3 separate regions of the Mus musculus genome follow, and all the other regions are linked to region 3. A link is a contact called in public HiChIP or PLAC-seq and promoter capture Hi-C data. All regions are on one chromosome and are shown on one strand. The core of a region is the stretch at or near the end of the contact, and the rest is flanking DNA. Distances in the headings are between cores, read along the strand shown. Region 1 holds the start of Larp1b (La ribonucleoprotein domain family, member 1B). Region 2 has its middle 17 kb from the start of Pgrmc2. Region 3 overlaps Sclt1 (sodium channel and clathrin linker 1).

Region 1 (4,369 bases), core at 1,539-4,038, 750 kb after region 3:
TAGCTTGGACTATAGGCATGTACCACTGTACAGCTTATTATCACACACCCCCCTTTGAAACTTCATCTTTTAGAAGATTCCTTATTTTTATTTTTGTGTATGTGCACCACCCATGTGAGGATACCCTCAGGGGCCAAAGGGCAATAGATCCTCTATAACTGGGTGACCCAGATATGGGTGCTCTGTCAAAAGCAGTAAGCACTTTTAACTACTGAGCTATCTGTCCAAGCTGTAGCCCACCCTATTCAGTTTTCTTAGGAAAACAAGAAGGAGGGCATGGCATCTGGCTTGCATGTAGAAAGCACTCTTGTTTTAAGTAAGATTTGGGAGCCGTGGCTCCTTCATGACCATTACCTCAGCCTAGATGGAGGTCTGGGTTTGTTGCTAGCCTCTATAATTCAGAAAAATGTTTATCAAAACAAACAACAAATAGAAGACATGAACCTATCCATGTCATTAATTTACAAGAATAATGCCAAAAGTCAACTAGCTAGTTAGTAATAACTATACTATCACCCATTTCTTTCAGCAGTACATTCCTTACACCACCACTCTAAGTTACCCATTAGACACTGTAGAACAGCTTAAGAGTCAGCACTGCCACCCTGCCACAGATCTGAGGAAAAGCATTCCCAGTACTGCAGTGACCCCAGGATGTAAGAGTTGTTAATACAGAAACATTGGTGCAACTAGAGCTCCTTTTGAATTTGAGAAAGGTCTGTCTACATAGCCCTGGCTGTCCTGAAACTAAGTAGTAGATTAGGCTGACCTTGAATTCAGAGATCCACTGCCATTCCCTCAAAAGTACTGGAATTAAAGGCCTGGCTTCTGATTTTCTGAGACCTTGGTCTTGAGTGTAATCCAGGCTGGCTTCAAGCTCATAATCCCCTTGTTGGAATTATAGGTATGGGCCACACTCCCAGTAAGTCACTGTATCCTTAATCTAAGGAGGACTGGAGATCCAAGGCACAAGTAGGTTAAACTGTCAAATATTTTTCCAAGTAATCTGCAATAAAATTCTTGGGGGGAGGGGCTAGAAAATCTGCACATACAGCTTGATGATAAAGCACTTGCCCAGCAAGCACAAAGCCCTAGGCTCATCCCCATGAGGGGGGAAAAGAATCTCCAGTTTCACTTTGAAACGTTTTAAAGTCTAGAAAACTGAGTTTATAAAAACTCGGAGCCAGGCGGTGGTGGCGCATGCCTTTAATCCCAGCACCCGGGAGGCAGAGGCAGGTGGATTTCTGAGTTCGAGGACAGCCTGGTCTACAAAGTGAGTTCCAGGACAGCCAAGGCTGTAAAGAGAAACCCTGTCTCCAAAAACCGAAAAGCAAACAAAACAAACAAACAAACAAAACAAAAACAAACACACAAAAAACTCGATTAATATTTCATAGTTCAATAAATATTATAATGCCTAGTACTCTGTGTAAATCTAGATATGGAGGGGTAACAGAGTGATCAACAGGTTTCTCTACGAAATTTTAAGAAGACTTGATATACCATGTTCTCTTCACTTATTTAGCAATGGTAGTAAACTGCTCTTTTCAGCAGGCCAGAATTGTACTAATACAAGATGGAGAGCAAAACTCAGTGCTTTTGTTTTGTTTTTCCTTAAGGTGTCAAAATTTAGTAAGAATTAATAAGGAGAGCAGAATGTCTATAATCCCAGTATCTTGAAGAAGACAGTGACGTGAGGATCAAGAATTCCACAACCCCCTGGGCTACACAAGTAGATAGTGTTTCAAAAAGCAAGCAAAATAACAAAAGCAAATAAGTTAGTGAGCATTTCTGCGTGCAAAACCTAAGAAACTAAATTGGTTCTGCGTGCAAAACCTAAGAAACTAAATTGGTTCAACATTTATCTCCCCCTACAGGAGAGATAAAACAATCACAATTGTACAGGATCCCTTCACCGCATTTGACCCTCACAACCCCATAAACATGCTCAAACTTCGGCTGTTCCACCAACTCTCCCCAGACCAGCGAAAACTTGCCAACAAAACAGCCGCAATTCCCACAGAAAAGTTCAGTTATTTTAGTGCAGTTTTATTAAAAAAAGAAAAAAAAAGAAAAAGGAGAGTTTTACTCAGCATTTCCATTCTAACTTTTTTCTTTTTGACTTCTCTTCGAACGCCTAATCCTCTACATCAATCGGCATACGCCACCAAATACAAGCCAGTCTTCATTTTACTTTCTAACTGCAGTTGCTGCAACCCAAATAAAGCCCCAAGGGCCATATTGCATGGGTCAGCATTCGAACGCAAAGGCACAACCCAATTGCTAACGCGCAGGCTACCGTGGGACCAGCTGTGCGATCCGGACTCTGAATCAACTGTCCTGTGTCAGGCATTCTGAAACACAACCACACAACCGCAAAAACACCTAATACCAGCTGCCTTCACAGCCACATCTACCTAGCAGCTTTTCGAGACTTTCGTTTCACCACCTCACTTCAGGAGCCAGCCCAATCGGACTTCCACTTACAAATCCGCTCGTCCCGACTCGCCTCTACTCTGTGTCAAGTTCCCGGAAACTTTTCCACGGTATTCACCGCGTCTAGGACGCCGACACGTGAAGGCACGAGCCCAGCACAGCCCCGCTGCCCAGTCACCCACGTCGTGCCCCTACCCGTCAAGGAGAACCTGAGGTCCCACCTCTTCCTGTCGCTCCCTCTCCTAGATGTCCATTTATGTAAATCGGCACGGTGAATGACACCTAGGAACCAAACACCTCCCGCGGACCGCACTCACCGGCCTCCGGGGAGTCCTGAGCGGGCGACGGCACGCCGGTGCCCACGGTGGACAGGTGCTGCGGCAGCTTCTTGGTCCACGGGTTCCCCTTTGGCGGCGGCGGCGGCGGCTTGTCCTCCGGGCCGGCTGCCGCTGGGTCCTCGCGGGCGTCCTCCGGTGGGTCCCGCGGTGCTGGCGGCGGCAGCGGCGGCGGTGGTGGTGGCGGCGGCGGAGGCGGCGGCGGCAGCGGCGGAGCCTCCCCGCCGAAGGGACCCCCGGGCGCACGCGCCTTGTGCGCCAGGTGCAGCGCCAGCGGCCTCACGGGCACGGCCGCTTGCGGCACGCTGTGTCCCAGCACGAGCGCCGGCGACGGCTCTCCCCGCGCACCCGCGCTGGTGGCGGCCGCGGCCCGCTCCTCCCTCGCCTCCTTGCCCTCCCGCTCGCCGGGCGCCGGCTGCTCCGCCCGCCGGCTCGTCGCTGCCAACAGCGCGTCCCGGTCTCCGGCCACGGCGGGCGGGTCCTCCCGGGTGGCAGCGGCGGGCACCGGGGCGCGAGCGGACATGGCCGGCCCCTGGCCCCAGCCTCCTGCCCAGCCGGGGGCCGTCCGGGTCCAGGGAGCCCGGCCGCCCCTCTCTCCACACGGGGGCACCGACCCGCTTCGGTCCTGGGACGCGGAACCCGCCCGCCGAGGCGTGCAGCGCCCGGCGTGCCCGTCCTCCCCGCCCGCCGAGCGGAGCGCTAACCGCCCGCCGCCTGGCCTCGTCGCAGCGCACGGCCGGAGCTCGCCACTCGCGCCGGGCGCGCCCGAGCCGCGAGCCCTCAGCGGGCGCGGGCGACAACGCGGCGCTCCAGCCAGTCTGAAGGATCTCTGGCGAGCTGCGGAGGCGCGCGCGGCCTGAGCCGGTAACTGTCCCTGAGGGCGGGGCATGCAGAGGGCGAGGCAGCCAGGGGCGGGGCGTGCAGAGGGCGAGGAAGGCTACTGGGCGGGGCGTACAGAGGGCGAGGAGGGCCAATGGGCGGGGTGGCCAGGTAGGCGGGGCGTTTATAGGCTGAGGCGGGCCGATGGGCTGGGCGTGCGGAGGCGGAGGCGTCCAAGAGGCGGGGCGCGCAAGGGGAAAGGCGTGCCAGTGGGCGGGGCGTGATGTAGGCAAGAGCCAAGATAATCAGCGTTCAGTAGGCCAGGTGCCCAAGGACCAGGGCGAGGGCCAGTCAGGGTGAGGGGCGGGGCGGGTAGAGGGCGAGGCAGGTTAGGGGGCGGGCACCCTGGAAAGTGACGTGGCCACTTGCGGGCATTCCCTAAACGCTGCGGGCGACCGCGGCCTGTGGAGTCTTCCCGAATGCGGCGGGCATGGTTTGATGAGAGCCCCGCCCTAGCGGATCGCGAGGATGAACCTGCTACGCTTGGGGAGCATCTTACGTCTGTGACCCAGGGACTAGGAGGACAATCTTCAGGAACCAGGAGGACCAGAAAGTCCATTTGCGCTAAGGTGAAACGCTTCAGGCTTTTCACGAGGGCGGGTCCTCAGGACCCAGGAAAAGTTTCCCAGTAACGATGTGGGCTCCAATAGGCACTCCTGATCCGGAGCCAAGTTCAAGTGAAGACCCAGCCTCGACATTACAAGAAGTGCACTTGTCGG
Region 2 (4,118 bases), core at 1,241-3,740, 600 kb after region 3:
CAAAGGTCCATCGGTCGATGGATGAAAAGGTCTGGAATAAGGAAAATCCACGGCACCCGACTGAGCTGCACAGTGTCTGCTCTGCTCCGGGACAGACTCCCTCCTCTGCTGGGGTGGATCCTGCATTGGCAGGTGATTCTATTGGTCTCTTGACAACTCACCCGACAGAGAGTGGCCAGGCAGTGCCCTGCTGGAGAGACAAAGGGCAGGGAGAAAGAGATTCCTATTTCCTTGGCTTTCTTGGCTGAATGCCATATCAACACAATTCCAAGAGCAGCCAACTTCGGTAACACTGTGAACCCTGGCCCTAGTGGTGTGATTCAAGAGCCCTACGGCCCAGATTACTACTTGGTCTCCTCTAAAAGTGCCTGGAAGCTTACACTTTCTTCGATTCTTTCTTTCTACCAGCTTCCTAAAGCCAACAAACCTAGATGAGAGTCACTGAGTTATGTCTATTGTTTCTTGGATTGGCCGAGATTAAAAGGGAACGACTTTTTGTGTGTGTGTGAAGGGCTATTAATATCCACCAGCTCTCCAACACATGGTGACCATCTAGTGTCTTGCAGCTTAGTGTGGAAATCCTTGACTTGAGGTGGTAAATTATAGCCCCTTCATCACCAGCACTACCAAGAAAAAGCAGCTGCTTGATACCATGGTGCCCAAGTTCTGAAATCATGAACTGAAACTGGTAAAAGTCAGCAAATTACAGCTAGTGGGTAGCTACTGGGAAACACTAGCACTAGGATGCACACAGGCATCCTAGCCCCTTCCCACACACTCACATGCCTGGCCAAGAAGAGAAATTCTACCAAGCCATAGAATTTTCCATGAAGTTTTATTGTACTTTTCCTTCATCATTGTTTTAATATGCCTGTGATAAACTAGCATTTGCTAATGCGTGACCTGCTATTCCCTCATGACTATTTGTTTAAAAAAGTATTGCTTAAGGACAATTGGGTCAGTTTACTAACACTTTTACTCATGAAGATGTTATCATCGGACACAATCATTTGTCAGAAACTTTCATTCACAGAAATAATAAATTACAATTTCAGAAAAAAAATGATGTGTATTAACTGTTTTGGGATAGGGTCTCTTGCATCTCAAGCTGAATGTGAATTCAGTATGTATCCATGGATAACCTTGAGTTTCTGAGAGTCCTGCATCTGTCTTCCAAGTTTTGGGTAAGATTCCAATGTGTATTACCACCCCTCATTTATAAGGTACTTGAAGACTGAATCCAGCACCTTGTATGTTCTAGGCAAGCACTCAACCAACGCAATCACATCCCCAACCCAAGCTGTCCTTCTTTTTATGTAAACTTTACCCCTGAGGATTTTCTTACAGTAACAGAAAGCTAACACAGCACATGGAAATACTTAACTAAAAATACTAAGTCGGGGTGGGGGAGACCTAAGCATTTCAAGAACTACATAAGTAATAATTTACATTTATGTAAATTAACACTCATGCCTCAATAAAACTTTAGGATCTTTATTCTTTTAAAAGCTCTTATTTTGAGACAATTTCAAACTATGAAAATGTTGATGTATTCCCAGCATGGAAAAATACTTTATGGCATATAAAAAAATAAATGACTATTAAAGTAGCAGCAGGAATTTTGGAAAATGTAAAATATGCCATATAAGTCTCTGAAATAAAGGGAGAGGAAGGTTGCAGTTGAGGGTCTTAAAAACCAAGATGGACAGGTGAGGCCAGCTCCCTGGGCACATCCTAGGGGTGGCTTCAGGCTCTGCCATTTTGTTTACACCTGGACTGAAGCCAGGGCTTCTGGAAATTGGCCCCTTCTCCCCAAGATAGCAGGGCACTTGGACAGAAATGCACAGTTGGAACGACCTTATGGATCTTTTACATTTTTTGATAAGTGAGAATCATAAATGCCTGACTGCTGGCTTAGGGGACTTATCACCAAGAGGTCATGAGGCTCTTGTTAAGAGAGTGGATATGATATCAGAGGGCTGGACTCCAGCCCCGTGACTGTGAGGACAGTCAGGATTAAGCAACAGAAATGGCAGAGAAAAGTAGAGACAGAGATCCCCTAAAGACATAATGACAGAGCCTCACTGCTCTGTAGTCCTGTACTGGACAGACAGATGCTGTTGCCTGCAGATCCTCCAACAGCCATGGAGGCTGAGCTCATGCTATCTTATGCTACATTTTCCTGTGTGACACAGCTCACTAAAGGATACCTACTTCCGGGGCCTTAAAACAAACAACAATGAAGGGTCTCAGGTACCCAAGAGCATTCTCAAACTCACTATGTAGCAGAGAATGGCCTTGAACTTCTGATGTTAGCAGTCCACCACCCAAGGGTCAGAATTACAGGTACCTTGCAGTACACACCTGTTTTAAGCAATGTTGCTGTTTGAACCAAGGTCTCCTGCACAGGAGGTGAGCACCCTACTGAGACACACACCTGGCCTCTATTGGGCCCTTTCTAATGGAGACATCTCCATGAAAAAGAAGGGCATGTGCCCTGCCTAATGCAAGATGGAAAAGCTGAACAGTTTGTTCCTCCAAAAGCTTAAGAGTGGAAGGCCTGGAATCTGGGCCAACAATCAGAGACGTCCCTTTTCTTCCTTCCTCATTTTCTTTCTATTTTATGTTTCAAGGAACTCCCAGAGGATGGCAGGACCCCTCTCTTGACAGCTTTGCAGATGAAACTTCTTTCCATTTGAAAGGTTTTACATTGTCACTTGCCTGGTGTGGAGCACATCTGTAATCAGAGCACTCAGGGGACTAGGGTAGGAGGATTGCCGTGAGTACCAGGCCCAGGCCGGCCACTGAAGAAACTGAAGGAAGGAAGAGGTCAAATTAAAAACAGAATTCCCATGTGTATTTTGGTCTGAGATTTAATATTCTTTATATTGAAGTTAATTACTGATTTAACCTTTACATCTAATAATAAAAAAATGAATGTTTGAGTTCTAAAATTTACCATCTACCATCTGAATCAGAGTTCTCTAAACCCTCATCCAGAATTCTGTTTTTTTAATTCATTATTAGTGGTGTGTGTGTGTGTGTGCGCGCAGATACATGCTCACATGAAGGCCAAAGGGCAACTTTGGGGTTTTTGCTCCCAATTCCATAGCATGGTCTTCAGATACCAAAACTTCTTGCTAAATACAGTCTGAAATCATCTGCAGGATGCTGTGGCCAGCATCTCCATTCAGCCTCAACTCTCTGTCTCTGTCTGTCTGTCTGTCTATCTGTCTATTTATCTATCTATCTCTATTTCTCTGTAGAACAAGCTAATCTAGAACTCACTATGTAGCCCAAGCTAGCTTCAAACCCTTCATCCTCTGGTTTGAGTCTCCCAGGTGCTGTAGTGTGTCTCCATGCCAAGTGCTCAATGCTCTTTACCAGCTAGCTCTCAACAAGGACTGGATATCTTTTGAAGACAAGGTCCAAAGAATATTTATCTTTAAAACCCCACGCCCGGAAGAGTGACTGGCTAGGAGTAAGAAGATATAGTACAATGGGGGCTGGAGAGCTGATGACCTAATGGCTAAGAGAATGAATTGCTTTTATAGAGGACCTGAATTCACTTCCTAGCACCCAAGCTGGGCAGTTCATAACCACCTGTAACTCCAGCTCCAGGGGACCCAACACCCTCCTCTGGCTTCTGAGGACCCCTGCAAACACATGCATATAGTCACAACTACACACACACATAATTTAAAATAAAACATTTTTAAAAAGATGTTGAAGTAAGATGCCTAGGGAAGATGCCAGAATTAAAACATTCATGAGTCTCATGCCCAAGCTAATATTATTTATCCCACCATTTTTATATAATTAGTATTACTATAATTATCCTGGTTTACAACCTAATAGATAGTTAGATGAATTGTTCTATGTGCAGGCTTTGCTTTCTGCTCAATAGCTCTGAGTTAAATTAGAGAAATAACAGTTAATGTGGCCACTGAGGAAAATGTAAAATATCTTACTGAATTGTTAAATGAGCTGAGAAATCTCTTATGCTCAATATTTCTGTTTGGTGAAGTTGGATCCTAAACAAGTCTGAGTCCTAAAGCGTATCTGAGGTGGGGGAGAAGCTCCAGAGAAGTGTTCTGTCAAGTAAAAAATGGCCACCA
Region 3 (4,102 bases), core at 211-2,710:
TAGGTAAGGAGAGAGTGGGCAGCCTTGTCTTGTCTGATTTTAGAGGGATTGCTTTGAGTTTCTCTCTATTTAGTTTGATGATGGCTATTGATTTGCTATATATTGCTTTTATTATATTTAGGTATGAACCTTGAATTCCTGATCTTTCTAATACTTTTAACATGAAGGGGTGTTGTATTTTGGCAAAGGTGTTTTCAGCATCTTACGAGATGATCATGTGGTTTTTGTCTTTGAGTTTGTTTATATAGTGGTTTACGTTGATGAATTTCTGTACATTGACTCATCCCTGCATTCCTGGGATGAAGCTTACCTGATCATGGTAGATGATCATTTTGATGTGCTCTTGGATTCAGTTTGAGAATTTTATTGAGCATTTTTGCATCGATATTTATAAGGGAGATTGGTCTGCAGTTCTTTTTCTTTATTGGGTCTTTTTGTGGTTTAGGTATCACTGTAACTGTAGCTTCATAGAATTGGGTAGTGTTCCTTATATTTCTAGTTTATGGATTAGTTTGAGAAGTACTTGTTTAGATCTTCTTTGAGGATCTGATAGAATTCTGCACTAAAACTATCTGGCCCTGGGCTCTTTTTGATTGGGAGACTTCTGACTGTTTCTATTTCCTTGGGGGTTATGAGACTGTTTAGATGGTTTATTTGATCCTGATTTGACTTTGGTACCTGGTATCTGTCTAGAAAATCATCCATTTCATTCCAGGTTTTCCAGTTGTTTTTTTTTTTTTTTTTTTTTTTTTTTTTGAGTATAGGCTTTTATAGTAGGATCTGATTATTTTTTGGATTTCCTCAATTTCTGTTGTTATATGTCCCTTTTCATTTCTGATTTTGTTCATTTGGATACTGTCTCTGTGCCCTCTGATTAGTCTGGCTAAGGGTTTGTCTATCTTACTGATTTTCTCAAAGAACCAGCTCCTGGTTTTGTTGATTCTTTGTATAGTTCTCTTGGTTTCTCCTTGGTTGATTTCAGTCCTGAGTTTCATTATTTCCTGCTGTCTACTCCTCTTGGGTGCATTTCCTTCTTTTGTTCTACAGCTTTCAGATGAGCTATTAAGTTTCTAGTTATGATCTCTTCAGTTTCTTTATGGAGGCACTCAGGGCTATGAGTTTTTCTCTTAGCACTGCTTTCATTGTGTCTGGTAAGATTAAGTATGTTGTGCCTTCATTTTCATTGAATTCCAAAAATGTAGCCGTCTGCAGCCACACTAACTGGGTTCCTGAGTGGGAGGCTGGAGCTGTATGGAAGGAAACAGTGACAAAAATAATGGAGACCAAGACAATTTTTTCTGATCAAGGCCCCAAAGTTTACTAAGAGTGTGTTTATAAAGGGGGAGGCCCATCCCCCACCAATCCATTCTTGGTGCCTGTCGTCAGCCTGTAGGTGATCTGCCAGGTGCTGTCTCTGGAATATCTCTAGGGCCTCTCAGCAGGTAGCAGTGTCTTGGAGAAGAGCAGCAGCAAGTGACAAAACAATAGAGCCATCTAAGTCAGAAGGCTCCACCCCAGGTGGTCTCATACTCAGTGGCAGCAAGGTCAAAGCCAGACTACTCAAGGCTGGGGGAAGCTACACAAAAAGTTTTTTATTTCTTTATTTATTTCTTCCCTGACCAAGTTATCATTGAGTAGAGTGTTTTTCAGCTTCCATGTGTATGTGGGCTTTCTGTTGTTTTTGTTGCTATTGAAGACCAGCCTTAGTCCGTGGTAATCTAATAGAATGCATGAGATTATTTTGGTCTTCTTGTATCTTATGACATTTGTTTTGTGTCCGGGTATATGGTTGATTTTTGAGAAGGTACCATGAGGTGCTGAGAAGAAGGTATATTCTTTTGTTTTAGGGTGAAATGTTCTGTAGATATTTGTTAAATCCATATGGTTCATAACTTCTTTTAGTTTCACTGTGTCTGTTTAGTTTGTGTTTACTTGATCTGTTCATTAGTGAGAGTGGGGTGTTGAAATATCCTACTATTATTGTGTGACGTTCAATGGGTGCTTTGAGCTTCAGTATTGTTTCTTTCACAAATGTGGATGCCCTAGCATTTGGGGCATAGATGTTCAGAATTGAGAATTCATCTTGGTGGATTTTTTTCTTTGATAAGTTTGTAGTGTTCTTTATCTTTTTTGATAATTTTTGGTTGAAAGTTGATTTTATTCAATATTAGAATGGCTACTCTAGCTTGTTTCTTGGGACCATTTGCTTGGAAAATTTTTTCCCAGTCTTTTATTGTGAGGTAATAATTGTCTTTGCCACTGAGGTGTGTTTCCTGTATGCAACCAAATTTTGGATCCTGGTTAGGTATCCAGTCTGTTAACCTATGCCTTTTTATTGATGAATTGAGTCCATCGAAGTTGAGAGATATTAGAGACCAATGATTGTTGGTTCCTGTTATTTTTGTTATTTTGTTGTTAGAAGTGAAATTATGTTTTTGTGCTTCTCTTCGTTTGGGTTGGTTGTGAAAAAATTAATTTCTTGCTTTTCCTTGGGTGTAGTTTCTTTCCTTGTGTTGGACCTTTCTTTCTGTTATCCCAGGGCTGGATTAGTAGAAAGATATTGTTTACACTTGGTTTTGTCTTAGAATACCTTGGATCCTCCATCTCTGGTAATTTCAAGTTTTGCTGGGGGTAAATATTTCTTACTCAACATTTTATAAGATAAGCCAAAATAGAAAAGATTGACAAATAAGAGCCAAAGATGATTGGACAAAGCCTGGGAGAAAACATTTCAAAGGTCACAACATCCTGAAAAATGAAAACTAAGCAATATGACAGGGCAGTTACAGACTTGAGTGGTTTGGGGGTTTGGTTTGGTTTGTTTTGGGCTTTTTCTTTTTTTTTTCAAAATTTGGCATACTTACATACACACAAATTGTTGGCTTAGAAATGGAACCAAGTCTAAAAGCAAAATTTATTTTATATGTCTTACACTCAGAGCCAGAAAGTAATTTAATATAATATTTTTAGTTTGCAAACATTTTTATTACAAGCTAGCACATGAGGTCAGGTGTAAATTTTCCCACATGTTGCATTGTCTTGGTGCTGATACTGTTTCAGAATTCTTAGTGTTCCAGATTTTTCATATTTCTTGATTTGGTATTCTTAGGATATATTAATTTATACTCAAAAATTGATGCCAGACTTGTAAAATTGCTGTGAAGACACCCACCTGTAATACTAGCTCTTAGGTAAAGACAGGAAAATCGTGAGTTTGAGGCTAGACCATGTAATACCCTATCTCAAAAAGTCTGTGTGTGTGTGTGTGTGTGTGTGTGTGTGTGTGTGTGTGTGTGTGTGTAATAAACATGCATATGTATTTGTATAGATTGAAAGTAGAATATAATAATGTCTGAAAGAGGATAGTATACATTAGCATTGTTCAACCATTTTTAAATAATAGTCTCTTCACTATAGACATTTTGGCTATAGAGAGATGTATCCATATTTAGTATGTATAGTATAAATGCTAAGTATATAGTGTATATACTATATATGGTTATTTGTTTCTAAGATAAAAACATTTCTAGCAGTTATGTTCCCTAACTTAGTCATTGTTTCTGTGGACTGTGGCTATTTGTAGAATTTGGGAGCTACAGGCAGCCTACTTGTTCATCACCAAGGCAACAGTATGTATAATGTGGCAATTACTTGTGTGGAAAACTAGGTATCAACAACAAGCATTCATGTTTTTCATATAAAGTTTTAATTAAATGCCAAAACATATTGTTTACATTAAACATATAGAGAATTTTAGTATAAAAATATTCAATAACAACATATATCATGGTTTAACATGAACTTAGAAAACAAAGAGTAGAAGGACCACCAAACAATACTGAAAGCTGTCATGACTGTTGAAACAATGAGTCATCTAACATTGTGTTTAACTCTAAATTCAAGGCCCAGAAAAGACTGCAATTAAAAATAATCTCTGTAGCTTAGTAGTGTGACTTAGAATGCAGAGATAGATCTTGGAAGAAAGGTGAGTAATGAAATTGGTTCATAAAGACCTGCAGTCATGTACTGAGAAATAAATTGGATATAGAAGATCCATGTTGTGAGGGAAATTGAAGAACCTGGGGCTAGAGGTCAAGGGATA

What was found. Promoter capture Hi-C pulls out the DNA fragments that hold promoters and counts their contacts. HiChIP or PLAC-seq counts read pairs in DNA pulled down with a chosen protein or histone mark.
Region 1: a promoter capture Hi-C map of embryonic stem cells shows a contact between it and region 3, with 3 times the contacts expected there. The contact joins the promoter of Larp1b here to the enhancer-like site in region 3. A contact is called at or near these places in 3 of 39 promoter capture datasets (embryonic stem cells and liver), 2 of 115 datasets of contacts at active chromatin or transcription factors (embryonic stem cells and stem cell-derived neural progenitor cells) and 1 of 9 other capture datasets (pancreatic islet).
Region 2: an H3K27ac HiChIP or PLAC-seq map of embryonic stem cells shows a contact between it and region 3, with 4 times the contacts expected there. The contact joins two enhancer-like sites.

The regions. Positions count from the first base shown.
Region 1 is chr3:40,949,069-40,953,437 of GRCm38.p6, reverse strand. It overlaps Larp1b (La ribonucleoprotein domain family, member 1B), which reads right to left and starts at 2,788. Exons shown (of 10, transcript NM_001040399.2): 1 at 2,754-2,788.
Region 2 is chr3:41,098,188-41,102,305 of GRCm38.p6, reverse strand. No RefSeq gene overlaps it. Among named protein-coding and RNA genes, the nearest start is that of Pgrmc2, 17 kb to the right of the region's middle. Within about 2 kb of position 2,490, at least 9 of the 459 cell types and tissues checked have an H3K27ac peak or open chromatin away from gene starts, as enhancers often do. A contact at or near this core is called in embryonic stem cells, where this site is marked.
Region 3 is chr3:41,693,204-41,697,305 of GRCm38.p6, reverse strand. All of the region lies in intron 9 of Sclt1 (sodium channel and clathrin linker 1), which reads left to right. Among named protein-coding and RNA genes, the nearest start is that of Sclt1, 47 kb to the left of the region's middle. Within about 2 kb of position 1,460, at least 6 of the 459 cell types and tissues checked have an H3K27ac peak or open chromatin away from gene starts, as enhancers often do. A contact at or near this core is called in embryonic stem cells, where this site is marked.